Regions from separate parts of the Mus musculus genome. Here region 1 is linked to region 2. The links are chromatin contacts, called in public HiCAR-type maps. All regions are on one chromosome and are shown on one strand. Each heading gives the region's core, a stretch centred on a gene start, on an enhancer-like site or on the middle of the called end of the contact. The rest is flanking DNA. Distances are from core to core; before and after follow the strand shown. Region 1 overlaps 6030407O03Rik (RIKEN cDNA 6030407O03 gene). Region 2 has its middle 21 kb from the start of Gm31137.

The links. HiCAR-type assays count read pairs that join an accessible place to other places.
Region 1: a contact with region 2 is called in a HiCAR-type map of fibro-adipogenic progenitors, with 7 times the contacts expected there. The contact joins two enhancer-like sites. A contact is called at or near these places in 3 of 115 datasets of contacts at active chromatin or transcription factors (embryonic basal ganglia, embryonic stem cells and fibro-adipogenic progenitors) and 1 of 9 other capture datasets (embryonic stem cells).

The regions. Positions count from the first base shown.
Region 1 is chr1:73,796,582-73,802,171 of GRCm38.p6, forward strand. All of the region lies in intron 6 of 6030407O03Rik (RIKEN cDNA 6030407O03 gene), which reads right to left. All of the region lies in intron 5 of Gm29183 (a long non-coding RNA gene), which reads right to left. Among named protein-coding and RNA genes, the nearest start is that of Gm29183, 28 kb to the right of the region's middle. Within about 2 kb of position 2,975, at least 7 of the 459 cell types and tissues checked have an H3K27ac peak or open chromatin away from gene starts, as enhancers often do. A contact at or near this core is called in fibro-adipogenic progenitors, where this site is marked.
Region 2 is chr1:72,961,593-72,966,638 of GRCm38.p6, forward strand. No RefSeq gene overlaps it. Among named protein-coding and RNA genes, the nearest start is that of Gm31137, 21 kb to the right of the region's middle. Within about 2 kb of position 2,034, at least 109 of the 459 cell types and tissues checked have an H3K27ac peak or open chromatin away from gene starts, as enhancers often do. A contact at or near this core is called in fibro-adipogenic progenitors, where this site is marked.

The DNA.
Region 1 (5,590 bases), core at 1,725-4,224, 840 kb after region 2:
GGGGGGGTATCTGTGTGTGTGTCTGTGTGTCTGTTCATATGTGTGTGATGTATAGTATGTATGTGTGTGTAGACTCTGTGTGTGTGTGTGTGTGTGTGTGTAGGAGGCCAGGTGGGCTCCAGAGGGAAGGTAAATCCAAGCAAAGTGGAGCTGCAGACAGACTGCCGGGTCAGCCGTTTCTATTCATTAGACTCAGTTAATGCTATAGCCTCCACTCCCTTTTGCCTGAGTAAACAAACCCTAAAAGATTTTTCAAGCTTATGCCCTTGTTTTCTTAGCTCTTCTGAGTGAGCTGGCAGCCAAAAGTATTGGGCACACCCCTCTCTTTCAACAACCTCCAGGGGCTCAAACTGATGGACAACACATGGAAGGCTCCAGCATGGGGGCAGTTGCTGGTGGACTTGCTAACCTGGGCAAGGACCTGACTAAATTGAATTAGTCTACAGGAATCCCACCCCATCTCTCACATGGACCAGCTCATCCTTTCCACAGATGAAAGGAACACCCTCTTTTCCATCTTCCATTGATCCCTCACTATCTTCTTTTTTTAAGAAAGATTTGTTATTATTGTTTTTTACTTATGTGTGTGTGTGTGTGTGTGTGTGTGCACTCACACACACGTGCCTCTATAGGTACACATGTGTGCATGCATGCATGCAAGACAGAGGTGAGTGTCAGATGCCCTGGAACTAGAATTATAAGCCATTGTGAGCCACCAGACATAGCTGTTGGGAACTGAATACCAGACCCCTGAAGGAACACTGCCATCTCTCCAGACCTTCCTCGTAGTCTTTGTCCCTGTTTCCTACTTAATTCTGTTGCTTTGTCTTGCAGGTTTTATGTATAGACAATCACACACATTTAATTTCTACTTGTGATAATATACGCTAGCAGTTAGGGTACTTCACTAAATTCCAGTAGCCCATCCTACATTGCATAGATGTACATGCACATGCACACACTCACATGTATACACACATGTACATGCACACTCACATGTACACACACATGTACATGCACACACTCACATGTACACACATGTTCGTGCACACACTCACATATATACACACATGTACATGCACACACTCACATGTGCACATGCATTCATTCACACACTCACATGTACACACATATGCACATGCACACACTCACATGTATACACACATGCACAGGCATATACAGACATGCCCTGCAAGTCCCCTTCCACATGGAATATGAAGTTCTTTGCCCCCAGAAAGCTCCTACACACTGTGAGGCTTAGCCTGTGTGTTATAGGAACTGATCTGAAAGAAACTGCATTAGAAATTGAACAAACCAAGGGGACTGGTGAAAGGAAGGGGGCCTTGTGCCAACTAACAGAGGAGGGCTTGTTTCAATTAAAGACCTGCAGATTTTGTCCTGGTCTAGAATGGCTGGAACATTCTAATAACATGAGCATATTTTCTTTGAGATTGACCCCATGTACATATAAATCTTATATATTTGCTCAGCGTTTACTGCCATTATTTATAATGGCCCTGGAATGCTGCAGATGTTAGGCCAATGCTGGTTAACATCAAAACTTCTAGAAGGTAGGGAACCAGACCCAAGCCACAGAAGTCTCCAGCTCCAACTGTGTTTCAAATGCATCAATAAGGCTTTTGTTAACATTCGCTTCAGATCTTACTGGATAGATGGAACAGCTGACCTCTAGCACCCCACACAAGTCCAAACTGGCTGCTCACGGGCACAGAGACTGATGGAAGGCAAGGACTCTTCTCAACACTGGGATTTTGATTCTGAGATGCATGTATGGGACAGATCCCCGGAGCTGTGGTCAGAAGAGGATCTTCCAGCTGGAGCATCTACTGGCCTCCAAGTCTCTCAAAGCTAACAATCCCATAGCGACTAGGAGAATGACAAAATGAACAGGAAGGCTCTCCAAAAGGTACTCTTTTTTTTTTTTTTTTTTTTTTTTTTTTTTTTGCATCAAGACATCAAAAGAAACTCATGCCAGTGTGCAGCTCTCTCAGTTCCTTTGGATGGTGTAGACCTCTTCTCCTTCCCCACACTTCCTCAGCTGTTCTTCACCTGAAGGGCTTCTGTAGACACTGGTAGAAGATCACCCCAGATTTTCCTCAGTGACCTGCTCAGGCACATTCCAAAGTTCTATCTTCTGCTGTGGCCTTCAATCCAACATCACTCAGATAGTGTGCCTTTCCTCCATCCCCCACGGAGATGCTGGCTAAACTCTGAAGGTGACCTCAAACCACACTGAATCCCCAACGCTCACCTGGAATACCCATCAGGTTCTAATTTTATTTTTATTCAAACAATTTCAAAATATCTTGAACTAAGAAAATGAGAAAACACAGCACAGGGTAATTTTGAATCTACCAGAAACTTCCTTCTTCTCCTTCTCCTTCTCCTCCTCCTCCTCCTCCTCCTTTTTCTCTTATCATTTTTGGAGTTAAAACATAAGACACAATAAAAGCCAAATCATTGCTCTTCCTCTTCAACCCCAGGTCACCCCCACTTTGTGGACATGGGACACATAGACAAGGTAGCTCCTGTGAGTCTCCCTTCATTATCCCCAACTGTAACAACATCCATCCATCTTTTTCCTGCCTTGCCTTAGCCTTGCAGCTTTCCCTCCTGGTGCTGAGCAGGCCACCCACGGGCCTCCAAAGCTGGCCCTTAGCCAAGCAGAAAGAGTCCCACGGTGACGCTAAGCTGACCTTGCCCTGGGCTTCTGACCCTCTTCCCTTTGAATTTTCTCCAAGAGCCTATCATGCCAGGGTCACAAACTCTTAAGTCTGCCTTCTTTGTAGCTCTGGCCGGACCAGTCTACAAAAAGTTCAGTGACCCACCCCTGCTACCCCCTGAATAACACTAGATTGCACTGGCTTCTCCTCTCCAAGAACCACCGTTCTACACGCACTTCCACCCAGCATCCTCCGCCACCCCCTACCCGTTCTAGCCAGTGGTGACTCACAGGAGTACAGAACAAATCAGCTCTCTAATTGCTAATTTTTTCCAGTTTGCTCCTAACTGCTCAAGATATTTGTACTTCGGATTCTTCTCTCACAGCTGTACATGTGCGGTTCCAGCCTGGACTTGGTTGAGTTCCTGTCTCTTCCCACCAAGAAAGGATCTCTAAATGTGAAAAGTTCTGTCCTGAATTCTTTTTTGCTGTCCACCAGCTCCTCCAATTCCAGAATCCATGCATGGCTTAAAGAGAAAGCTGGGCAGGGCAAACATCCCAACATCCCACCCTCCAATACTGCTCAACCACAATAGGGGCTGTTGCAACCCCTCCCTACTTAGAGAAACCCTGGTGCCTCCCAAAATAATCTGCACACATCTCCAGCTGAAATTTACAAGGAATCCTATCATATTTTTTTCTCAAATTTTCCAAATCTGTGACATCAACGGGATCTCTTTCATCCAGTTATTGAGTAATAACTGGGAATGGAAAAAAAGGAATGGAACAGAAGACCAGCCCACCCTCCCCTCCCCTTCTAAGGCTTCAGCGGTTCCTTGCTGTTCATCTGTGCCACTGGGGTACTAGCTAGGCTCACCACACTCCTGCCCCAGCTTTTGCCTTTTCCCCTAGGGAGAACCCTCTTATACTTCCTATGGGGTCCTTGGAACATATGAAGAAGAATTATGTTTAGATTCAAAGACCATATATGTGCCACACTAAGAATCAATGACACCTGTACATTTGCATGTGTGGAACCACACCAAGTCCCAAAGCCAGTGTATCCATCTTTCTGGTACTCTCTGAAATGAAGCATGCATGGTCCAGATGGTGGGGTGGATTCTGTTTTAAAGTGACTCCCCACTCCTTACCTGCTAGGCTCATTATCTTCCAATTTCTTTTCAATTGAGATTATTTCAGAGTATCTTAAGCAAAAGAAGAAAGAAAAGGAAAGGAAAGGGAAGGGAAGGGAAGGGAAGGGAAGGGAAGGGAAGGGAAGGGAAGGGAAGGGAAGGGAAGGGAAGGGAAGGGAAGGGAAGGAAAGGAAAGGAAAGGAAAGAAAGGAAAGGAAAGGAAAGGAAAGGAAAGGAAAGGAAAGGAAAGGAAAGGAAAGGAAAGGAAAGGAAAGGAAAGGAAAGGAAAGGAAAGGAAAGGAAAGGAAAGGAAAGGGAGGGAGGGAGGGAGGGAGGGAGGGAAGTAGGGGAGCGAGCATCTGACAAAATGGAGAGACACTGATGGAAGAAGAAAAACTGACCCAAAGCACTCAGACCTTGAGCAGCAGCTCCACACCCTAGTTACCCTGGAGCAAAGTTTAGTGTACTAGTCTTGGTTCCAGAAAGTGTCCCAGGTATCTTGGTCTAAACTCCATGCCCTTTGTAATCTCTGATGCTAAGAAATCCTAAATCCATACTCTGCCCTGTGTGAGACCTGTGTGAGACCTGTGTGAGACCTGTGTGAGACCTGTGTGAGACCTGTGTGAGACCTGTGTGAGACCTGTGTGAGACCTGTGTGAGACCTGTGTGAGACCTGGTGACTGCTGTGGACTTCTGATAGAAAATGACCTCTCTGGAAGGTCACTGGGAAACTGCCTGTTTCTACCACTGGACAAGCTCCCCCCTGCCCTTGGAATTCACACCAATTACATAATTCCAGGTTCCTACCCTCAACCTGCCTCATTTTACAGATTCAGAAACTGCTGCAGATGCTAAAGACCCAAGCTCTATTATCCCTGACCTGTGCTCCAATTCATGCTGTTGTTTCAGAAGCCCACCAAGAAACACCACTGGAGGAAAACACTACCTTTGCTTGTGTTTAATCTACAGATTAAAAACCAGAAGTCACATCAAGGTAATGTCTTGTTCTCTTAACCAGGAAGCACACATACATGTGCACATACACATACATACACACACACACACACACACACACACACACACAAACATACACACACACACACGCATACATACACACATACACATACATACCTACATACTCATACATACATATTTACACATATACACACATACCTATTCACACACATACCTACTCACACACACACACATACACACATACTCACAACACATACACATAAACACACATACATACCCATGTTAACAATTGTGATATAGAATTTTTAAAAAATGCAAATGGGTGAATCCACAAACCTGACTTCCACTCTGAGCTCCGACATGCTCTGTGCACCTGGGAGAAACCTCTTCACTTCAGAGAATAATTGTCAGTGGAGTGCTTGGCCATTAATAAGACATCAATATGATAGACCCTTCCACAAGGCTCAGAGATCATAGTGGGAGAGGAAGTGGAAAGAGTATTAGGGCCAGAGAGCCAGGAGCACCAGACTGAAAAATAGTATCTTCAAGACATGACGGGACTGTTACAGTCATGAAATCACAGCAGCTTTGGCTGCCTATATAAGACCAGCATAAGAACAAGCCAGTCAGCATCCCAGCATGGATAGAATAGGGGCTCTGAAGCTCCCACTCCTAAATGAGGAGCTTTTGACAGTTAATGGTTTCTAGGAGAGAGGGAGTTTTTTTAAGGATGTGGCCCCTGGTAGATTGATCATGTTCTAACAGATTACCCCACATCCAGGATATATGTACCACACAA
Region 2 (5,046 bases), core at 784-3,283:
GGGAAGACCTGCCCTTTTCTCTTGGGGTTGAACTCAGGAAGTCTCAAGGAAGCATTGGCCTGCCTTGGCTCTTGTGCTTACCTTGTAGTCTGGGAAACAAAATGTAAGAGCTGGTAGCTTTTAGGAGAATACAACTGGCATTGGGTGGGAGGAAGTTGTCTCTGGAAAAATGGAGCGTGCATTTCTAGAAGGGGGTGGAGGTATCCCAGGCAGGCAGAATAAGAGACTCCCATCTAAGTGTTCCCTTTTTGAACAGCCTTCCTCTCATCTTGACTGTGAGCTGAGACACACAGGGATAGGGTAATCTGTTTTCCTTCCAGGCTACTATCTTCCATTCCTTGTTCAAAAATTGTCTTCAGGCTGGGACTGCCTAAAAACAGCCTTTCCCAGAGTGCCCTCCCTCCTACATTCCCTGTAGATCAAGAACCTTCTTCTTCTTTTTTTTTAATTATTGTTGATTTTTTTTGTTTTTTTTAAAATATTTTTTATTACGTATTTTCCTCAGTTACATTTCCAATGCTATCCCAACAGTTCCCCATACCCTACCCCCACCCCCACTTCCCTACCCACCCATTCCCATTTTTTGGCCCTGGTGTTCCCCTGTACTGGGGCATATAAAGTTTGCGTGTCCAATGGGCCTCTCTTTCCAGTGATGGCCGACTAGGCCATCTTTTGATACAAGAACCTTCATTTTTAAGGTCACCCGTATATTAGTTTTTTTCTTTTTCTTTTCTAGAAAGTTGTATGCATGAGTATACAAGGCTCAACCTTTGAACACTGAGTTGGAATGTTTTCCACGACTGTGACAAAATACACAAGAACAATCATCTTAAAAGGAAGAAAGGTTTATTTTGGCACACAGTTTCAGAGAGTTTAGTTTGTGAGCTATTTGGCACCATTAGTTTTGTGCTCAGAGCCATTAGCACCCCAAGGGGTTCAAAACTCAAAGAGAGGCAGAGAGGGAGGGGCTGGCATACCAAGATCGCCTTAAAGGGCGTTCAGTGCCTCTACTCCTTTCCCCAAAGCTCATCTCCTAAAGATTGTTCCACCTCCCTGAAGCCCCACAGGCTCACTATGTCTGGGTTAAAAGTTGGGAGACATTATAGAGACTTAAAAGAAGGTTTTGAAAATCTTGAACTCAGCAAAAGAACCAGGTTCCATCTGCCCACACTTGTCCCTGTAAAGCTTGAGTCTGTTCTGTGTCTTACAAGGGGATCTGACAATTTCAAATAACGGATGAAGAAACAAACAGAAACAAAAACAAAACAAAACACACACACAAATAAATAAATATGCATATATATGAATGAAATAAAAGCCGGAAGGGAAATCCAAGAGGAAAGGGGTCTACAGGGAAGAGAAGAGGAACATGGGAGGGTAATAGATTTTATGTGTCATGAAACAGAAGTGTGTGTGTGTGTGTGGGGGGGGGGGGGTAGCAGCAAAGCAGGCGATGAGAGAGAAAAGGAGAAATGGGTAAGAAAATGTAGTGATGTATATGTCTAAACATGTCACAACAAATCCCATTTCTTTTCTAAAGAGAAAGTTATTTTTTAAATGATTTTTTTTAAAGCAAGGTTTCTCTGCATACTCCAGGCTGACCTTGAATTTGTAATCTTCCTGCTCTCACCTCTTGAGTGTACTGGGTTACAGGCATTCACCTCCTGCCCTCTCAGTGATGGGGATGCACTGTGCAGCCCCCCTTCCCCAACATTGAATGCTGATGTCCCCTTCATCGGTACCAGCTGGCCAGCTGCTGCTGCAGCAGAGCGTGGGGAAAAGGAAAAGGTACAGGAGGGCTCTGCAGATGCTCTGGGTTTCTCTCACAAGACCTGTTCTCATGCCTAGAGCAGTCTCATGGCTCGGCCCATGGGGCCATGGGGCTCTGATTCCAGTTTCTTTTTTCTTAGCCTTCAGGACTTCCCAGCCTTGGTCTCGTGGGGTTTGTGTGTTTGAAGCCTGGGAGTATAGAGCGGGCAAGGGCTGGGGGAGGGAGGGTTGAGTGGAGTGGGTGGTAATATTTTCCAGCTCTTTCTCTAAAGTGTCTGCCTTCCCTTAATGGACACGGAAGTGAGCCAGCCGCTGACTGTGCTGGCTGCAAGATTGGCTACTGCTTACATCATCTGCGCAGCCAGACTGGGGACAGGATGGGGGTGGGGAGAGGCGGGGAAGAAACTGAGCAGGGATTAATCCATCCCTGAGGGAACTGGTGGACAAAGGCAGTGGTGATCAGGTAACCCTTTTCCCAAGCACATGTCTTGGGGAGGTGGAGGAGAGCCAGGGAGTGACATTAGTACACGCATGGTGTACTTCTTATTTGCTTCACCTTTTGTCAATGTCTGAGGTCCATTGCATGCCGCTCTATGCAGTTCTACTCTGTTAGCGATGATTGAGACTATGTCATGAAGTATATCTTGAGTGACATGGAGTGGCCCAACATTAGCAGCTCTCTTGGCATTTGAGTGTTTATTGCATAGATTAGGTTCTACATGAGGAACCATCTCCATGGTTGGAGATGGGTGACAGTATTAATTTGTCATTGCCCAGTAGTCTAAAGAACAATATCAAGGATGGCGGGGTTGAAGAGGACATCTCTGATCTCAGCTGGGTAGGCTTATGTGTTTATGGACAGACTGATGGATCGCTTGGCTAGATGATGAAAACCTGGCTCCATTTACTTATTCAACCTCACATATGCTCACTCCTCCTACCACAGGAGAACTTGGGTGTGTCCATGTGGCAGGGAAAGGGGTTCTAGAAGGGGAAAGGCATTGTTGCTTTGGAGCACACTCTATTGCTCAAGAAAACTACAAAGCAACCTGGATTCAGGAGAAGGGAGAAGATGCTCTCTCTCTCTCTCTCTCTCTCTCTTTCTCTCTCTCTCTCTCTCGTGTGTGTGTGTGTGTGTGTGTGTGTGTGTGTGTGTATACACCTGTGGAAGCTAGAAATTGACTTTCTTTTTTGAGACAAGGTCTCAAACTACCCGAAGTTCAATGATTCACGTAGCAAGGCTGGTCAGGAAGCCCCAGGGACTCTCCTGCTTCATCCTCCACTGCACCTTCCTGATCTTGACCTTTGATGTGGGTCCTAGGGATCATACTCATGGTAATGGGGAAGCACTTTGTTGGATGAGCCATCTCAGTTGCTCGACAACTGTTTGCTATCAGTGCCGTTGTCTTCATCAGGAGCCCCCCCCCCCCCCGCAAAACAAAACAAAGACAACAACAACAACAACAAAAATTTCTTCCAGCTGGCCTGATGCACCTTTTTGCCAAGTCATAGCTTTCCCCTCTGACTCTATTTTTCTTTTGGGTTCATTTCTCTTTCCCACTGTGCTTTCTGAGAGATATGGATCTATGATAGTCAAGAAAAGAGTATAGGTAGCGTTTCCCATTATTCCATTGCTAATGAGAAAATAAATCAATCTGTTCCTCTTAGTTTGTGGTGGGCCCCACAGACTACGTCATCCTTCACCTATGTAATCCTTGCATAGTAGAACTTGCTCAATACTGGGTGCAGGGTGGGTGGTCAATACATTGCTGCAAGCATTGTACCTAAAAATCAGAAAAAAAAAAAACCCCTGTAGATTGGAAGGTGTTCTGTTCTGTTTCATCTTGGTGAAGCGACAAAAAGCACAGAGGATAGACCCTGCACTATGATGGATGTCTTAGAAGGACCACTCTCTTCTGACTCTGTATCTCAAAATTAAGTTACTGAGCAGAGTTTTAAGGGCAGCTTGGATTCAAACCCACTGAAGCCACTGTCCTTCATGTTCCTTCCTGGGTGCTGTGTTTTACTTTCTCATCAACTCACAGTGAATTTGGTAGAATGAGGAAGACTTAGGAAAAGAGCAAATAATGACAAATAAGCCAAGGGCAACAAATAAACAACCAGTCTATCAAATTGCACTAATTGATCTAATCACAGAGCAGGGGGGAAATGAGAAGGTTAGGGCGGTGGAAGATACAGAAACCAGGCAAGTACAGAGGTCACAGGGATGAACTTTTATTTTTATTTTTTTTAAAGATTTATTTATTTATTTTATGTATATGGGCACACTGTGACTGTCTTCAGACACACCAGAAGAGGGCATCAGATCCCATTACAGATGGTTGTGAACCACCACGTATTTTCTGGGAATTGAACTCAGGACCTCTGGAAGACTAGTCAGTGTTCTTAACCACTGAGATACCTCACCAGCCATGGCATGAACTTTTATTAATAGGGCAAGACAAGCTTATCTCTCCCTTCCCTCTGCTCAATAAATTGTGTGTGTGTGTGTGTGTGTGTGTGTGTGTGTGTGTGTGTGTGTTCCAGGAAATCTGAGAGGGAAGATCGATGGCCAGTGGCTCTTGCACCTACAAATGTTTCAACAGCCTCTGATGCCTGGTTCTTTTGATTTGTTTGTTTGTTTGCTTTTTTTGAGGCAGGGTTTCTCTTTGGAGTCCTGGCTGTCCTGGGACTTGCTGTGTAGACCAGGCTGGCCTCAAGCCTGCTGAATGCTTGGTTTAAGGGCATGTATCACCGTACCTGACCTGTCTGATTCATCTGTATCTGCCTCATAAGGACATCAATGGTGCCAGCTGCTGAACCTAGGATGCCAAGATACATAACCTAATTTCATTTTAGTCATTGGCCAAGTTCTTCTGGAGCAGAGAGGTGCTCAACCGATGGCTGAAGGGGCTCTCCCTCTGTTCCCTGAGTCAGATGTCCTTGTGAGCAGGGACAGTCTCTGAAATGTGTAGAGAATCCAGGCTTTGCAGTAGCTTGTACATGAAGATTTTACGGATGTATGTGTGTGCACACTTACTGTGCATCTACAGGCAACAGTGTGCCATCAACTTGGCTGTACTTCCTCCATGCAGGAGATGGGATCCTGGCCTTGGCAGCGAGTGGGCGTACGTGTGGACTTGAGTCACAGTAGGCTCAGAATCTGGGCTCAGGCATCTGAAGGCCTGTCACCTGCAAGGCTCATTATAGAAGGGACCAGGTGCTTGGAGTGTGCCCAAAGCCATACTGACTGCGCTGTCATGAGTTTGAAAAATA